2 separate regions of the Danio rerio genome follow, and region 1 is linked to region 2. Evidence: chromatin contacts called from public HiChIP or PLAC-seq data. All regions are on one chromosome and are shown on one strand. Each heading gives the region's core, a stretch centred on a gene start, on an enhancer-like site or on the middle of the called end of the contact. The rest is flanking DNA. Distances are from core to core; before and after follow the strand shown.

Region 1 (5,383 bases), core at 1,984-4,483, 46 kb before region 2:
TCGTAAATCGCATCGCACAGAAACGTTACGCACATAACAGTTTGCCGTCAATTTTTTGTTTGTATTTTTCCTCCAGCCTATCGATATTGGGAACTCAATTTTTTTTTTTTCAGAAGGCTTTTATTCAGTTAGTCTGACTTTACATTCTGCCGCATTTATGTACAACATACATGCTTTCATATAAACAATACAGCATAACAATTTGTCTTATATCTTTACGAAAGTTTTCAAAGGTCAGAAAAGTGTCTTAAAACGCGCAACATAGGGACAGCTATGAAACACTGCTGCACTGCCTTTCAGAATGACACAGGCTTCCAACGATATCTGCCACTTTACAAACACGGGGCGTCAGATATCGACGGTTTAATAAAACATCCAGAAAACACGACTGCGATCGCAATCTACCTTAATGTCCTTCGACTTGAACTGAGAACCACTTTTTAACATCGGATGAAACAGAAGTACATTCTATCGGGCGGATATTTTTTATTTATTGCGTCATTACTTGAAGATACTGAAATCACTTAAGCAGCCTTAAAACGAACGACCTTTCGAAGAGGCCATATAAGGTGGGCCATGGGTTATGATAGCTCAGTGTTGTATATTTATTACGAGGCGAAGAGGATAGTCCCAGGAGCATTGTAAAGTATTCTATAATTACAAGAGCAAATTATCAGTTTATGGAAATAAACGTTTGCCAAAAACATTTGCACATTATTTTCTTACGCTTCCATGTTGTTATTATTATAGCTCATTTTGTCACTGAAATCTAATAGATTGCACAGCTAGCTTGTACTCACCCGAAAAACTTTTTTTTTGATTCGGAATTTGATGATTATGTCAAAATAAAAGTGAATTATTAGTATACAGAGTGTCTCACACTGTAAAGATCACACTGAGGAAGACTAGACTTATTAGTAGAATTTATTCTGACATTAGAGATGCAGTATTTGGTAGTAGCTTCATGAGGATTGAGGAATAACCGTGTTGGTATGTTGACTGAGAAAAGCATGTTGTCACTGTCATGTTAAAATACACATCTAAGTATATTGGAGGAATCATAATGGAGATTGTGCTATAAGGGAAAAGCCTGTATGAAGATATGTATTGTGATTTAACATTTAATGACACCAAATGGCTTCATCGGTTGTGGAGGTAGCATTTTGAAGATTTATTATTATTAATATTACTCTTATTTGTTTCAGAAAAGTCGGCCATTGTAGCACAATTCTTATTCTGTATTCATATTTTCAAGCCCATTTTCTCTTGTACGTCATTTCTTATTTTATAAACGTTTTTTTGTCCAGGTTGCTGAAATGTTTTTCAACATGCTCCACTTTTTGATATCATTAAATGTTGAGAAAATTTCTTATATTTCATTTGTCCTTGGTTTTTTCTATTTCTCTTTCTTTTTTAGGCTTCAACATTGATGTAATAAACAAAAAAATAATAAATATATAAATGGTAAATATATAAATAAATATGTAGTAGTTAATAGGGTTTTTGCAACTTAAAATAATAATTGTTTTCTTATTCAATGTATTTTAAGATAATATTTCATTGTGTAAACTTTAGGAGGCATTCCTCCACTTTTCAGTATCACACAATTCTTTGTATATATACATCATACACGCCTTCACTATTACATCATTACTAAATTAAGTCCTTGTTGAAATAAAGCATTACCTGTACTTCTAACCTCATTTGCAATTCAAAGCTATTTTAGGTATATATAGGTAGCTGTTAAAACATATGCCTTCAGTTTTAAACATGCATTTATTTGTGTAGTTGAATTTCATCATATTTTTATCCATTAACTTAAATATATTCATGAAATATGTAAAATGTTTGCTTTATTAGCTATTAATATGAGAGTTGGTTAGCAAGTGTGCTTGCTGGTTTCCCCTGTCCGTGACTGACCCCTATTGGTTGCCTGCAGGTTTCATGTTTTAAACAATATAAATATACACTCACCGGCCACTTTGTTAGGTACACCTTACTAGTAGCCGCTTTTGCCTTCAGAACTGCCTTAATCTTATAGGGCATAGATTCAACAAGGTACTGGAAATATTCCTCAGAGATTTTGGTCCATATTGATATGATAGCATCACGAAGTTGCTGCAGATTTGTCAGCTGCACATCCATGATGTGAATCTCCTGTTCTACCACATCCCAAAGGTGCTCTATTGAAATAAGAAACCTTGGATGATATGCGCTTTACTCAGGTAGGCTGTGGCGTTGACACAATGCTCAATTGATACTAATAGGCCCAAAGTGTGCCAAGAAAATATCCCCCTCATCATTACAACACCACCACCAGCCTGAACCAATTATAAAAGGCGGGATGGATCAATTCTTACATGATGTTGATGCAAAATTCTGACCCTGCCATCTGAGTGTTGCAGCAGAAATTGAGACTCATCAGACCAGGCAACATTTTTCCAATCTTCTATTGTCCAATTTTGGTGAGCCTGTGTGAATTGTAGCCTCAGTTTCCTGTTCTTACAGGAGTGGCACCCGGTGTGGTCTTCTGCTGCTGTAGCCCATCCGCCTCAAGGTTGGATGTGTTGTGCGTTCAGAGATGCTCTTCTGCATATCTCGGTTGTAACGAGTGGTTATTTGAGTTACTGTTGCATTTCTCTCAGCTGGAACCAGTCTGACCATTCTCCTCTGACCTCAACAAGGCATTTGCTCCCACAGAACTGAGATGTTTTCTCTTTTTCAGACCATTCTCTGTAAACCCTAGAGATAGTCAAGCGTAAAAATCCCAGTAGATCAGCAGTTTCTGAAATACTCAGACCAGTCCAATTGGCACCAACAACCATGACACGTTCAAAATCACTTAAATCCCCTTTCTTCACCATTACTGATGATCGGTTTAAACTGCAGCAGATGGTCTTGACCATGTTGTCCACATGCCTAAAATGCATTGGGTTGCTGCCATGTGATTGGCTGATTAGAAATGTGCGTTAGTAAAACCTGATAAAGTGGCCAGTGAGTGTTTATTTTTTTCATATTTACTCAAATTAGACAAAAATTATGTTTAATATTAAGTTTTAACATTTTTATTGTTTTTGTGATTTCAGACCACAGACAGTAAACAAGCATATATGTAGGGAAAATACACTGGTATTCATGTGCGTAGTGTTGTTAATGTAAAACGGTCTAATGGAGCCTGGAAATTCAGTCATGTTGCAGTTTCCTCACATGAACCTGTAAGCGGCAGCACCGCGTCCACAAGACCTGGAAAATGGCGGCTGGCAGTGCAGGCGTTAGCGGCCACAACAGTGGCTCATCGCCGCGTTTGGAGTCCACTTTGGACCGTCGTTTTCAAACTGTATCCAACACCATGGAATCCATTCAGGGACTATCAACCTGGTGCATCGAGAACAAGAAATTTCACAGCGTGATCGTGAAATACTGGATCAAGTGGCTGCGCAAATGTGAGTATTTAGCATGTTAGCCGGCTAATTTGAGCGCAGCATGGATAAAAAAGTCTTGTTTACCTGTTCAAATCTGCGTCAACTGGGCTTCAGAATAGGACTTGTGTGGTATTTGTGCAAAAAAGTACCCCATGAGTTACTGTGAAAGTCTAGTTTGTGTTCTTTAGTGCTCTAGGCAACTGTTGTTGATTGTTAGCAAACTGCTAATCTGTCCCCATCAGGTCAGGACATATAGGTCGTGTTTAAAAACCTGGAAAACTTGCTTTTTAGTTACATTAGCGTTCAGGGGTAGTAGGTCTTTTAGAAATTGTCAATATGACTTGGCTTTGGCATTTTGGGGAAGAGTATCAGGAGTTCAGTTTTTTTTAGGAGGGGGGGGGGGGGTATTTCTTGGCAAACTGGTGTTCAGGGTAAGCAGGAGGTTTTGGTAAAGTAACTTTTGGGTTTTCTAAGTTTTGATGTATTTTAGAATTTGTAGGCATATTTTGGGTGTTTGATTGGGGTCAGCAGTTTTTTAGGGGGAAATTGGATTTTGTGTCAAATGTGCGGAGTTAGGACAGGTGTATTTTTAGGGAGCTTGGTTGCTATTTGACTGCAACCTTTTTGAGTTGTAAAGTGTTTTGGACAAATTGGCATAAACCACTTTATTATTATTATTATTATTATTATTATTATTATTATTATTTATTTTTTTTTACTAAATGTGAGAATTTCTGGTTCAGCTCGGTTGTATTTTAGGAGTCCTGAGCACATGTGATTTAAGTGCATAATTTTTGGGGTGCATTTTTGAGCAAATTGGGATGTTTAGGATTAATCACATTTTTGACCTAAACATTGGAATGTCTTAGTAAGGACAATGTATCTGGTGTCAATAATGGGGAGTTCTGGATCGGGTGAATGTTAGATTGGTGTAAAGTTGGTTTTATATTCACACTTTCAGACATTCTTTCTAATAATATAATTTCAGAAAAGTATTCTTTGAATGTTCTAAATATTGAAATTGTATTAGCAGCTGATGACTATTGAGGTACACCATTATTTACAGCCAATTAAATAGTGTCATACTTACCTGCGATTTCAGACCGAATATTTAAAGTTATATAATAAACAGTATAGTAAGCGTATCACAAGTTGTCACTGTCCTAAAATGAATAAATGTGTTAATATAGAACCAACTTTACCTCACTAGCTATGTTTCCATCCAAGTACGAGAAATAACTTTATGCGCAAAACTGGATTATCGCATGAAAGACGTGCGAATAAAGCACTGTTTCCATCCAATGAGTCAAAGAGAACAAAATCATCACTTCCTGATTAACTGGCACCAAAAATAAAAAGTAAAAATGTCATTTATTGAGGAAGGAGAAGCTGCATGAATCTTTTTCTTATTTAATAAATTATTTGCGCCTCAGAAGACAAATGCTGTGACATGCAGTGAACGTTTGGTGGAGTTTAAAGGCGCGAGACGCGAAGCACAGACGCTCTTGACAGTTCTAGAGGTTATCAATAAAATAATAACACTAATGGTTAAGGCATTTAGAGGCTGATCACACAGAACGCGTTTTTACGTTCAAAATGTAAGGTGCACCATGCTGCCTTTTTTGTTGACGAGAAAAAAAGAAGTCCGGTGTGCTTTTTATGTTGCTAGGCAACGACTGAGTCAGTTGGGTATTGTGTTTAAGTGTTGCTGTTGATATTGGTATAATTTTAATAATTCATAATATTGTGAAATTCAAGTTTTGTGAGTCGTACAGCACTGGATAACTCAAAACAGCAACCACAAGTCTCTCCTTTATCTTCAAAAGTCTCTGTATTTGCCTTGACAACCCAAACACTGCTGTCACCTCAACAGAAACCCCCGCCTCTGCTTTGATTTGATTGGAGAATGAAACAGATGCGACTAATGTAACACGCTTTTTCCACTTAAAGTTGAGCGCACA
Region 2 (5,836 bases), core at 431-2,930:
TAAAAAAACAGCTTGGGCCTTAATCTGGCTAATGTTCCTTATAGTATGCAATAACAGTGATGTACTTATTACTTTTGTAATCAAGAATAAAATAGGTTGTTTCCATTTTTTTAACATGCAACAATATTTTAGTAATATGATTACAATTATGAGCTTTATTCATATGTAAAAATAAAGATGTACTATTTTCATTTATTCATATTTCTTCTGGCTTATGGTTCTTCAGAAATAAAAATGTTTCATTCATTTTCCTTTGGCTTAGTTTCTATTTCTGATGTCGCCACTGTGGAATGAACTGCCAACATTTTCGACATATGTTGTATGCAGTAGATGCCCCTAATTCCAGTCGCAACCCAGTACTGGGAAACACCCATGCACACTCAGTCACAGATACACTGGCTAATTTAGTTTATTCAATTCACCTATAGCCCATGTCTTTTGACTGTGAAGGAAACCGGAGCACCCAGAGCAAACCCACGCAAACATGGGGAGAACATGCAAACTCTACACAGAAATGCCAACCGGTCCAGCCAGGACTTAAACCAGCTCCCTTGTTGCTGTGAGGCAACAGTGCTAACCACTGAGCCATGGTGTCACCAACAGTAATACAATTGCGAGCTTTATTTTATAAATAAAAAAGATATACTAATTTTATGATTTATATTTCTTCTGGCCTATGGTTTTTCAGGAAAAAAATGTTTTGTTGATATTAATATAATTGATTAATAATTAATGAATTGTTTGTGGTAGAGTGTTTGATATCAATTTATTTATTTTATGCAAATGGACAAATTACTTTTTTTTTGTTGTAATTTTTTTTTTTATTATTTATGACTATTTTTTCTCCAATAAAACATGCCATCGAATATCACTATCTAAGGTTATAATACTTAAATGGGGTATATGCACACAGACTTTTAATTTCAGTTAGCCAGCCCCTGTACTTCCGGTTAATCGTCATCCCATATAAAATCAGATTTCTATAAAGAAAAAACCTTTATCTTCACTGCCTGGCTGAGATACGGTATAAAGTGGTTATCAAACCAAACAAGAAGACCTGCAATAAATAAAAATTTTCCACGCTATGTCTTTCAAATATGGAAATTAATTTTACCCCAGTTCTTTCAATGGAATTTCTGCGATAGCCTGCTGCAAACGACGGTGCCTGCATTTAAATGGTCTTTCCTCTCTTTTTACGAGTAAAAAACCAAGTGGATGCTTGCGTCTATTTAACTGATTGTATTTGAACTACATTACAACATCAAAGGAACCGTATGAAATTGAAAATAGTCACACAAAGCTCTAACCGGAAGTTCATCGTAGGCTGAAAAACACTAGCTGTGCATCCCATTATCCAGCAGTATATAGTAAAACAATGTATAATAAGCTTAATTAGTTTTGCCTTAATGCGATATTAAAATAAATGCATTATGAAGCGTAAGTCTCAAGATATAAAGACTTCATGAAGAGCAATAAAGATGGCATAGTATGACTGTGAAATGAAAAGGACAGCTGTTCCTGTTTGACAGCCTCCCCCTCCAAAAGAAGTAGCGACTTTAGTGAGAGGAAAATATCGACGCTCCCTTAATCCGAGTAAGCATCACGGTTTCCACACCCCGAGGGAGGACAGGAGATGGACAGGAGGGGGACACCGGCTTTCGACGTCAAAAGCTACGGGTTATACGGAGTGTCAACACCGTGAATACAGCCGACAGAATTACACAGCATCTTCTTTCCTTTGCCTCTGCATCAAAACGTGAGTGAAATGCATTTGACTCGCATCTGTGCTCGTATTGATCCATGCATGCATTCTAGTCAACAGGAGATATTTGAGAGGGCACGGGGAGACAAAAAAACCCAAGGCGATTCAAGGGTGACAGATGCACGGATTTAGTTGAACGCACAGCGGTTCGCGTCCAAACCGTTCGCTCTCCATCGGCTCCATTTACTTGTGCACGTAGAATAAAAAGCACACCATATTCTACAACCAGGCTGAAAGACAGCAAATAAACAAACATCCCCATGGGATTAACTAAAGAGAGAGATAGACTGAGAGATGGAGAGAGAGAGGGAAGGAAACGAGAGCAAATGTCGCCCTTGCACACATAGCTCGGAGGATCTGATTAAACTTCTTTTCGATTTAAAGGCGTGAAGTTGCATGTGCACTCGCATGTTTTTGTTCTCTCGCATGTATGTGCGTATGTGCAGTTAGTGTCGTGACAAAGAGCCACATACGCCTGAGCCTCCAGTGTGGATTAAACAAAGAAGCAATGGGGGATATACGTCAATATTTATATGCATTGCATTTCATTGCGTTCACTTATAATGTGTTCTGTTGCCAGAGCTCGCAACACAAGTTTCTTTGTTCTAATATTGCAATTGAATAACCTCCTACATAGTGTTTTTGTCCTATGTTATATCTTAAAATAGAAATATTTATAGAATTTAAAACGTGTCATTAATAGGCTATTTATAGATCTATACAATTATATAGACATGCTATTTGACGATATACGCTACAGATCTGCTGTGAAGTTTGACATTTCAAAGCACCACTGTAATCATTATTGTTCTTCCTCATATCATGCCATTAATTCAGCTTTACCCAATCAGAGCTTCCATTCACGATGTGTTTTTAGCTTATTAATTTAGTTTAAGGTGTTTATTAAATTGTATTCGTGTAAAGAAACGTAAGGTCTCCCATTGTGTGAGAATGTTTGCCATTCAGACACAGGAGATTGTAATTCTGGCGAACCGAACGGCGATTGGTGGTCCTCCTTGCATAAATTTGCATATTAAATTGTGATCTGGTCTTGCGTTCTTGAAGTATAGCAACGCCGAACGTTGTGTTTTGATTTAGAAAAGGGTGTTGAGGATGTTAAAGGGAAGAAAATGTTAGATTAATGAATGAATACAGTGCATATTTGATGTTCTAACAAGCAGAAAGAGCAACAGTAGCCTATAGCTGTATAACTTGATCGTTATCATGTGTAAATTGACAAAACAAACAATGCCCTGTTCACTTTTTTAGCTACATTTCACATACAAACAAAAATGTTTGTTTATATGGTCTACAAAGAATTGTGTTTCGGTGATAGCATGACAAAGCTGTATTGACATCACTGTGTTAAACAATTAATTTAGGAACTCTTTTCATGCTTTAATTTGTATATTAAATTGTGATTAGCCTTTCATTCTTAAGAGGATAGTTCACCCAAAAATATTTTTCTTTGGTTCCTAAGGCTATATTAAGTAGCTGTTGCTTTAAAGTGGAGCAGAAAATCCATTTTATTTTAATATTCTGTGGAAAAAGAAGCCCAAAAAGTTCATATTGGATTGTTTTAATAAACAAAAATGGCTTGTTTGAGAACTAAAACCTCACTTTATGTCATATGATCTACGAAGAATCGAATTATGTGTGTGACATTTGAGTGATAGCATGAGCTGTATTGACGTCTTTATTATCCTCAACAATGTTAAACAATTATTTCAGCTATTCTTTTCTCACTTTAATTGGTCACACTTTACAATAAGGTTCATTAGTTAATGTTAATTAATGCATTTCCTAACATGAGCAAACAATGAACAATGGATTAACCACTGTATTTGTTCATATTAGTTAACGTTAGTTAATGAAAATACAGGAGTTCATTGTAAGTTCATGTTAACATGGTGCATTAACTAATGTTAACAAGATGGACTTGGATGTTAATTATGCATTAGTAAATGGTCAATTATGATTTATAAATGCTCTACATGTGTTGTTCATGATTAGTTCATGTTAGTAAATGCGTTAACTAATGAACCTTATTGTAAAGTGTTACCCTTTAATTTGCATATTGAATTGTCATTGGCCTTTGGTTCTTAAAGGGATAGTTCACCCAAAATATTTTCACCATTTTCATTCGTCTTGGTTCTTAAGGCTATATTAAGTAACTGTTGCTTTAAAGTGGATCAGAAAATCTATTTTATTTTAATATTCAGTTGAAAAAGAAGCCCATAAAGTTCATTTTAGATCATTTTAATTAACAAAAAAAGGCTTGTTTGAGAAATAAAACGTCACTTAATGTCTTATGATCTATGAAGAATTGTACTATGTGTTGGACGTTTCAGTGATAGCATGACATTTATTATCCTCCACTATGTAATACAATTAATTCAGCAACACTTTCATGATTAATTTGCATAGTAAATTGTGACTGGCCTTTCGTTCTTAAAGGGATAGTTCACCAAAAATATTTTGACCATTTTTTCATCTTTTTTCGTCTTTCATTCTTAAGTAGCTATTGCAGACATTTACATTTAGTCATTTAGCATATGTAAATGTGAAATGTAAATGTAAGTACCTATTGTTTTTAAGTGGAGCAGAAAATTCATTTTATTTTAATTCCCTGTTTACAATCTAGATTTCAAGATGGTGGTTCTGGAGTGTTAATTTTAGATCATTTTAATTAACAAAAATGTCTTAATTGATAACTAAAACATCCCTTTATGTCAACTAATTGATTACATTAGGGGAACTGAAATACTTGTATTTATTTTTATCACAAAATAAAAAGCTTTTTTTGCAAAGCATTCCAGTTCAAGTGTGGCTAGCCGTGCTGTGAACCGAATTACCAAATTCCTTTAATAAAACACCCTCATGAAAGTCTTTAACACATATCTTTGGCTGCTTTACAAGCACCTCAGGTCCTTTTACAAACACAAATCTTGTTAATGGAAGTTATTATGAAGTGTCAGCGAGTATAGCTTTTTTTTAAAAAGCGCTATCTGTTCTTCTACTCAGAGCTGTCACGGTTCAGACCTTTCCATCGGGACCCGTGTTTAACATCGCAACTCTTCCCCCACCGCTGAGCCGCTCTCCAGTGCTGAAACCCCGGGCGCAGCTGTCGCTCCGTCCCCTTAGGAAACTGTCCTAATGAAGGAGGCCGACGCCATCAAGCTCTTTATTGGCCAGATCCCACGGAATCTGGAGGAGAAGGACCTGAAGCCCATCTTTGAGCAGTTCGGGAAGATCTACGAGCTTACGGTGATCAAGGACAAGTACACGGGAATGCACAAAGGTAATTAAACGAGATTGACGCGGCTCTATTGAGCGGACAGTCTCAAGGGGAGATGGGAGACTAATGGTGCTAGATGAGTTTCCTTTTCATATCTTAAGAGAAACGTCTCTTGTGAGGTCTTGCTCTTAGAGCGTCGCGTAGACTCTTTAACCTTTAGTTTTGCCACAGCATCTTTGGTTTTAAGAGAAAATCGAATGTATTCTTGGAGAATTTGTTCAACATTTCTTAGTCACACTTGTGATGTCCGCAAAACACTGCTTGATATTCATGGTCTGTCTGGGTCTGCTTCATTTTTTATACATCCCACGTTGTATTCTTGTTCCCTCTTCAGGATGTGCCTTCTTGACATACTGTGCGAGGGAGTCAGCCTTGAAGGCCCAGAATGCACTGCACGAGCAGAAGACATTGCCAGGGGTGAGTTGTCGCTGTTAATAAAACCAACGCAGAGACGGGCTGGGTGAAAAATAGATTTAGTAAGCCAGACAAACATTTCCAGTTTGCCTATATATAGTAGACCTCGCATATAGGATGCATCTTTTAAATCTAACCGGACAGACGAGCACGAGTTTGTTTCTAAAAATGGAAACAACACATTATATGGTTCAGGAAACAGGATCTGTGGAAATGTGTGTTGACTGAACAGACTTTAATTAGGTATGTAGGAGGGCACAATCCTTGAAGGCATCCGCGATCTTGTCGCTCTCTGAAGTCGTTGATTAGCTGTTAGGCCATCTGCCGCGCCAGCGCCTTGACGGGCAACCTGTAAATCCAAA

The links. HiChIP or PLAC-seq counts read pairs in DNA pulled down with a chosen protein or histone mark.
Region 1: a contact with region 2 is called in an H3K4me3 HiChIP or PLAC-seq map of gastrula embryo, with 2.4 times the contacts expected there. The contact joins the promoter of rprd2a here to the promoter of celf3a in region 2. A contact is called at or near these places in 2 of 18 Hi-C or Micro-C datasets (caudal fin and an unstated tissue) and 2 of 4 datasets of contacts at active chromatin or transcription factors (embryo and gastrula embryo).

Annotation. Positions count from the first base shown.
Region 1 is chr19:9,984,630-9,990,012 of GRCz12tu, reverse strand. It overlaps rprd2a (regulation of nuclear pre-mRNA domain containing 2a), which reads left to right and starts at 3,233. Exons shown (of 10, transcript NM_199922.1): 1 at 3,233-3,443. The coding sequence starts at 3,251. ciarta (circadian associated repressor of transcription a) reads left to right here. Exons shown (of 6, transcript NM_001327898.1): 6 at 1-1,374. The coding sequence ends at 37.
Region 2 is chr19:9,936,644-9,942,479 of GRCz12tu, reverse strand. It overlaps celf3a (cugbp, Elav-like family member 3a), which reads left to right and starts at 1,680. Exons shown (of 14, transcript NM_131494.2): 1 at 1,680-1,756; 2 at 4,787-5,063; 3 at 5,395-5,477. The coding sequence starts at 4,919.